Regions from separate parts of the Sus scrofa genome. Here region 1 is linked to region 2. A link is a contact called in public HiChIP or PLAC-seq data. All regions are on one chromosome and are shown on one strand. The core of a region is the stretch at or near the end of the contact, and the rest is flanking DNA. Distances in the headings are between cores, read along the strand shown.

Region 1 (3,524 bases), core at 712-3,211, 650 kb before region 2:
TAAAATGTGGGTGCTGGGTACAAAATTGCTTCAGTTTCTCTCCTCACTTGATGTGAAGCCTGACAGTTTTAAAGTCAGCCATCAATAACCTAGAGATATAACTAATTTAGATCCCCTAGAGAAATGCCATATGTAGCTTTTTTTGGACACATACAAGGCACTTCATACATTGAACTTTATACAATGCATATGACCAAGACAAACCACAGTATACTTCACTTCTCTTAGCATAACATGGTTGATTCAATAGCTGAAATATCCAGCCTATGGTATCTGTGGAAAAGCTTTAGTTTCTTGGGAAAAATAAAAGCTCATTAGAAACACTACAAGAAAATCTCCTTAGGATTTTTGCCTAACCAGACAATGTCCAGTTATGGGAGAAGCAGGGTAACCTGTTAGCATATTCACTAAAGTAATGCATGCCTTAAAATGTATACTCCAATGTTTATACACTTAAAAGTTCCTGAATTTAATTCAGTAGATGACTCAATATCCTTTAAAACCAACTGCCCTCTCCCAATGTCCCCATTTTTTTCAGTGGTGCCATGACCCACACATCGACACAAACTGAAAATCTTTATCCTCCACGCTGGTAAATTCATTTTTGTCAGAGGGAATTTTGTACCTGGAAAGATATCACCACTAACTGTAAGTCATGTAATGTCCAATTTATTGATCTTAAAAAGGTATCAATTAGCATTCTTTTAACCATTACACTGTCAACATTTCCCATATTAATCACATACTACCTAAACAACAGATGAGTCGATATTTAGGAATTTACAAAAAAAAATTTCCCCAATTATGAAAAGAGATTACAGATAGAAACACTCGTAAGAATTTAATTCAAATCTCAAGTCTGATACAGATTTAAGAGTTCTAAAAAGGACCCACAAAATATAACAAAATTGATTATCTTTACATCAGAACTGGCTGCAAGGTGTGAATATCACAGATTTAACTTTGTCTTGTATTTTATTCCATGATCATTCTCACGCCTTCTCAATGGTCCAGTTTTAACATACATTTCGAGGGCTCCAGTTAACTCAGCAAATAAAATTTTACACCTCCCTAGGTTTAAGGACCTTACCATACCCACGCTGCCTGCAACAAAAGAATGCAATTTCTGACCAACTTAAGGTCCAGAGTTGTCAACCCATCGGTTTGGCATGGGGATCTGGGACGTGGCTACGCGGTCAACTCACACCAGACGTGCTGGCGTCAGATTCCTCACTTTTCATTTCCAAAGTCAGATTTCTCTCTTTTCATTTCCAGGTGTTGGGGAAAAGTGCTATTGCTATTATGGGGCCATTTGCGTGTGATAGAGCTGAAAACAAATACTGCTTTAAGGTCATGAAATCACACTGATTTCTTCGATGTAAAAGTCGTATACAGTATTTTACTCCTTTCCAAGGTGATTTGTCAACTACTCTACTAACGGTGCTTCCAAAACTGACATTTCATATAGCCAATTATAAACTGTCAATTTTAATTTAAAAATACTTATTGTGCAAACCTTTCCTCGGCCTCCTCCTCACTCCTAGCCCAGCCACCCTCACCCACGGCCCGCGGCTGCACAGCAGCCTCCGCGTGAGGCTCCCGGGTACCGGGCTGCGAGGACGCCGGTTCGCGAGCCCGCCCTGCTCGACGGGAGCATCTCCAGGGCCACCAGCCTGGCGTACAGGTTCAGGCAACGCTAGCCTGGCCGATCGCTGAGAGAGTGGGAAAACCAGAAAAGCATCTTCTCGCCTCGCCTCGGTCCGCTCCTCCTGGGGGCCTAGGTTCCGGCATCCTCTAAAAGCCCTTGTTAGTGCGCAGGCAGCTGGAACGCGGCGGTAGGAAACGACGCAGAGAGGGCGACGTTCGAGCGCGCGGCCGCGGCCCGCTCAGGCCCCGCTCAGGCCCCGCCCTCGAGACAAGCTTGCATTTCTTGCGGCGCGCGCCGTGGACGTCACAGCCTCTCCCCCCGCCCACCCTTCCAGGTGACCCGGAAATTGTACTTGCGACGCCGCTTTCCTTCTCCCACAAACCCTTGCGCTCTTCCTTTCCAACCAGGGCCGGGGAAAGTGAGTATGGGTGCTGGCTCCCAGCTTGAGGAATCCGGCGCCATCCTCGCCTGGGATTGTGTCGAATGAAACAGGGGGCTCTCTCCTGAGCCGACCTGGGCCTCCGCGTTCCAGGGGCACGGGAGTCTGCGTTGCGTTTAAGGGCTCCCGGAGCCTGTGAGGGAGAGTGGCCGGCTTAGGAGAGCCGGGGCTGCAGGGGGTTCCGGGGGCGGGGGCGTCTAAGGGCGCAGACGTGCCGTGGCCCGCCGGGCTTTTCCCAGACGTGGGCCTTCAGGGACCTGGCCGGACTCTCTGCCCCTGGAAGCGTCCCGAGGCCAGGCCGGGAGGAAGGACTTGGCTTGGGTTTGTCCCACTCACTCTGAGCCTCCTTGTCGCCTGGGTCTAGATGGCTCCCGCAAAGAAGGGTGGCGAGAAGAAGAAGGGCCGGTCCGCCATCAACGAGGTGGTAACCAGGGAGTACACGATCAACATTCACAAGCGCATCCATGGCGTGTGAGTAATGCCTGCGTTCGGCCAGTGTCTTCTGACCGCGCGGGGTCTAGAAATGAACCGTTTCTTCAAGAGCCCAAGTCTTTACTGCATAGACCTTATCGAAGGCTGTTTGTAGGGTTTAAAGCGAAATGGAGGTTAACGCCTAAATAAGGGTTCTGGGAAGCCTACTTGGGGAGATGCGGTGGTAAATCGATGCTACTTCTTGCTGTGTTGATCGAATTAAACCCGGCAGGTCTAGGGGTGAGACGTGTGTGTGAGGATGAGTAGACCTTTTCACTGTCTCCAGAGTCCAGTAAAGTCAACCAGGTAACTAAAAACGCCAGGTCCGGCCCAGAGTCCGAACATTGCAATGGGGTAATTTTAGTTCTCCCACCCACACAGCTAAGTACTAAGTAATATTGGTCCAGTTGTGGTGCTGGATGTGGAAGTTCTGGAGAGGCCAGAGAAGAAAGTGTTCTGAAGTTAGCGGGCAGTGGTTTGTGGAGAAGACGCTGGCTGCATATGTGATATACAAGGACGTTGGGAATGACTGTGAATGTCGTAGTTCTTGATTTTCCTCCCTGGGGTGTGGTTTTTATAGTTCTTTGTTTATTTTTATTTTGTCTTTTTAGGGCCGCACCCGGCATGTGGAAGTTCCCAGGCTAGGGGTCCAATCAGAGCTGTAGCCACCAGCCTATACCACAGCCACAGCAACGCAGGATCCGAGCCTGGCCTGCAACCTACAGCACAGCTCTTGGCAACGCTGGATCCTTAACCCACTGAGCGGGCCCAGGGATCGAACCTGCCTCTTCATGGATGCTAGTCGGATTCGTTTTTAGTTCTTGAGCTTTGTGCGTGTTCCCCCTTTTATGCACACGGTGCTGACTAGTAATAACAGACCAAATCCATCGAGTGCTGTTATTTGGAGTGTTTTTAAGAGCCAGGGTGGTGCTGCAAAATACTCAGGCACCAGTCTGGGGAGCAACT
Region 2 (3,556 bases), core at 552-3,051:
TTAACCCAGTGGAGCCAAGAATCCAACCTGCACCTCCACAGTGACCGGAGCTGCTGCAGCTGGATACTTAACCCACTGTGCCACAGTGGGAACTCCTAAAATCTTATTACTAGTACTATGGTCTGAAAGGTCATATGTGCACCAGTCCAACTCTGTGTAAATTATTTATACTCATAGATAATTCCATTGCTGTTGGTAGATTAAAAAACAACATAATTTAAAAGCACTACTAAATTCATAGGGAGACTTTGGCTACTACGATTTTCCTAACCAATGGATTCTAGGACTCCCTGAAGATATTTTAGCCTGTTGAGAAATTCTCAATAGTGGAAAATCTTGGAAACCAAACTGTTGGGAGGCAGGAGAGTGCTAAACATTCTGGGTAGAAGACTAATTTGGCTGAGTCAGAGATTTGGATTTTGGGGATAGGCTAGTGAGAATCCCCGTGCCACTTCCAGGCTTAAATGCCTTTAAGGAATTTAGAAAAATTCCTTCTCTTTCAGTACTTGAGTTTCCTCTTCTCTAAAATGAGGATAACATCATCCTAGGGCTAAAGGAGAGATTAAATTGATACTACATGTAAACCAAGAACTGGTAGATAATGATGGTCGTGTTTGTGAAGCCTTTCTGGAAGGGCCTTGGGTTTTCATCCAGTGCGGCTCCAGTTCTCAAAGTGTGATCCGTTGCAGACTCCGGAGGTGGGGTCGGCGGTCAGTGTTTTTCCAAAGGTGCGCTCACGTTTGAGAACTTGTATTCACAGTCTGGCAGGTAATAGGAAGCCACGGAAAGTTTTTGTCAGTGGAGTGATGTGACACAAATGACCGTTGGGCAGACCATATATTCTTGTTTAATAGGATGAAACTGCCTAACTGCTGCCTGGCTGCCAAAGCTGCCGGAAGCAGCCAGCTTTGATGGATCCTCAGTGATCTCTAGGCACTAAACTTGGGTTAACACTTCTGGCTCCCAATACGGTGCTCACCTTTACTGAGCGAGGTACTCAACACAAGGCAATTAGAGGAGCTGTTTGAGATTCAGTTTCCAGCGAAAGTCTCCGGACCGGGCAGCCAAAACAAATGATGCTCCGTGAATCCCGAACCTAACCAGGTCCTCGGTGTAGCCTGGAAAAGGAGAGAAAGGACAAGGAAACCAGGTAGGGAAACCGGAAATGAGGGTCTTAAGCGACTAGAACCCGGGGGTGGGGGAGGGGATGGGAAGAGCGGGGGCGAGGGCGCCTGGAGGACCCTCCTCCGCGGGGATCGCGGCGGAGCCGGGCGCGGCGGGGCGGGGCTCCGGGAGGGAGGAGTCGGCCGGCCCTGCGCCCGGGGGTCCGGGTCGCTTTGCCTTTGTCGCGGGTGCTGGAAGGGCGTGCTCCCCCTCCCCCGCGCCGCCCCGAGACCCCGGCTCCCGCGCGGCCTTTGTCCGGGCCCCACCCCTGTTGAATATTCACGCCGCGCCGCGGACCCCCCCCCCCGGCCCGGCTCCAGGCGCGAGCGCGCTTCCGCCCGCTTTTCCTGCCGGAGGAGGAAAGGGGGAGCTGTTGGCTCTCCTCAGAATCTCTTTTCGGTGTCCCGTTTCTCCTCCTCCCCGCCGCCACCGCCCCCCGCCCCCCGCCTCGCGCCCGCCTCCGCCTCCGCCTCCTGGTCATCTTTGTCTGGCGGCCTCGCGCTCCGGGCTCCACTCTCGGCGGCGCCGCGGCCCCTGCTCCGGGCCGCTCGTGCAGGCGCGCGGCGGGGCGCGGGGCCGGGGCCTGAGGCGCGGGCGACGCCCGGGGGCCTGCCGGCCGCCCCGGCCATGGAGTGAGCGCCGCCGCCGCCCGCCGCCCGGCGCCCGAGCTTGCTCCCGCCTGCCGCCCCCGGCCGCGCCCGCGGGCCCGCGCCACCCGGCCGGGCCTGCGACTCCGAGAGACACACCAGAGACGAATTGATTGTGGTCGATTTGGGGGTGACGAGAAGGGAAAATGGCGAACGATTCCCCCGCGAAAAGTCTGGTGGACATAGACCTGTCCTCCCTTCGGGTGAGTGGCCGCCGCGGGGCCGGGGGACCGGGAGCGGGGCGCTGGGAGCCGGGAGCGGGGCCGCGCCCTGGCCGGCCGGGCGCTCGGGCGCCGCCGTGGGCAGATCCGCGGGCGCGGCGGCCCCTTTGTCTGCCCGAGTCGGCGTGTGCGGGGTCCGGGGCGTGACCCTCCGCCTGCGCCGCCGCCCGGACCCCGACCCCGCGCGCCCCGGGCCCCTATCGCGGCCCCCAGTTGCCGGCCACCTCGCGCCGGGCGAAGCCCACCTCCTCGGTCACCGCCCTTTCTCTCCCGCTGCCCCGCTTCTTTTATTCATTGTTGTGCTGCTTTCCAACGCTCACCCATCCTCCTCTCTTCCTTAGGATCCGGCTGGGATTTTCGAGCTGGTGGAAGTGGTGGGAAATGGCACCTATGGACAAGTCTATAAGGTCGGTGCAGGCGCCTCCTTTGTTTCCCGGGGACGGGTTGAAACTTCTGATCCGGGGACGACGGGGAGGGTGATTGGACACGCCGCCGCCCGGAGGCTCAGCCGAAGTTGGAAGAGGGGTCCGGCCTCGCCGTCCCGCTGTTTTCAGCAGAGTTTATATTCAGACTGGCCTTAAAAGACCTCATTTCTTGGCTCTCAGATAAGGAAATAAGCTCCACTCTTAGGCATGCACCTTTTTTTTTTTTTCTTTTTCTTTTTTTTTTTTCAAGGAAATGGGAAAGCATTTTTGCATCAATCTACATTTTTTTTTCCCCCCTGTCTCTCCCAAATCTGGCCTTCTGAGTTTGTGTGTTAATTAAAATTCTGGATAGGCAGGCCTCGCCTGTGATTATCCTAAACCACTGCTTTGGCCTCCTTGAGAATCGTCTTCGTGTTTCCTCGTTTGAATCCTGGCCAGGCGCTCAATGAGGAGCAGAGTTTGGTGGTGTTACCTGGGAGTACTCCATAACTACCATACATTCTACTGACGGGTACATGTTTTGGGGAGTCAGGAGGGATGTGTGTTTGGGCAATAGGAGCAGGAAGAATTACAGTGTGAGGATTATGCACTCTAAATTCCAGGAATAACCTGTTTGACAGGTGTGTAATTGAAACAGAAAAGAGGCAGAGCCTCTGAGCAAAGAGGATGCCCAGATTTCACACCCACCCCAGGTCTTTCTCTAACAGCACCCCCTCCCCCCACTTGCCCCCAACAGTAAATGAAACTAACAAATCTGAAGACTTCCTGGACACCAGATATGACTAGCCCTGCTGTTCTGGAAATGAGGGTTAGCTGTAGGTAATTGAGGGGGAAGCCTTGAGAATTTGAAACAAATGTGAAATTCTCCCCAGTCCTGATTTGTTTCTTATTACTGAACAGCTTTCTCAAAGTTATCTGCACTGGGGGTGTTTTGTAGCCTGTTAGAGTGTTGTAGCTGGGTACAAGATTGGGACAGAAAAAAAATATCTTATGAAGCAGGGCTTTGTGGTTGGCTGTGAAGAATTGTCATTGTCTCATTAAAAATGGACAGGGGGGGGAGGGAGTGTGTGTGGGGGGGTTGGAAGCTGACTGTAGACCG

The links. HiChIP or PLAC-seq counts read pairs in DNA pulled down with a chosen protein or histone mark.
Region 1: a contact with region 2 is called in an H3K27ac HiChIP or PLAC-seq map of alveolar macrophages. The contact joins the promoter of RPL31 here to the promoter of MAP4K4 in region 2. A contact is called at or near these places in 1 of 5 promoter capture datasets (fetal liver), 1 of 47 Hi-C or Micro-C datasets (embryonic fibroblasts) and 1 of 2 datasets of contacts at active chromatin or transcription factors (alveolar macrophages).

What each region holds. Positions count from the first base shown.
Region 1 is chr3:53,293,824-53,297,347 of Sscrofa11.1, reverse strand. RPL31 (60S ribosomal protein L31) reads left to right here and starts at 1,961. Exons shown (of 5, transcript XM_005662362.3): 1 at 1,961-2,066; 2 at 2,452-2,558. The coding sequence starts at 2,452.
Region 2 is chr3:52,647,725-52,651,280 of Sscrofa11.1, reverse strand. MAP4K4 (mitogen-activated protein kinase kinase kinase kinase 4) reads left to right here and starts at 1,801. Exons shown (of 29, transcript XM_021087163.1): 1 at 1,801-2,014; 2 at 2,374-2,439. The coding sequence starts at 1,958. It overlaps LOC106509759 (a long non-coding RNA gene), which reads right to left and starts at 2,636. Exons shown (of 3, transcript XR_001307587.2): 1 at 2,353-2,636; 2 at 980-1,118.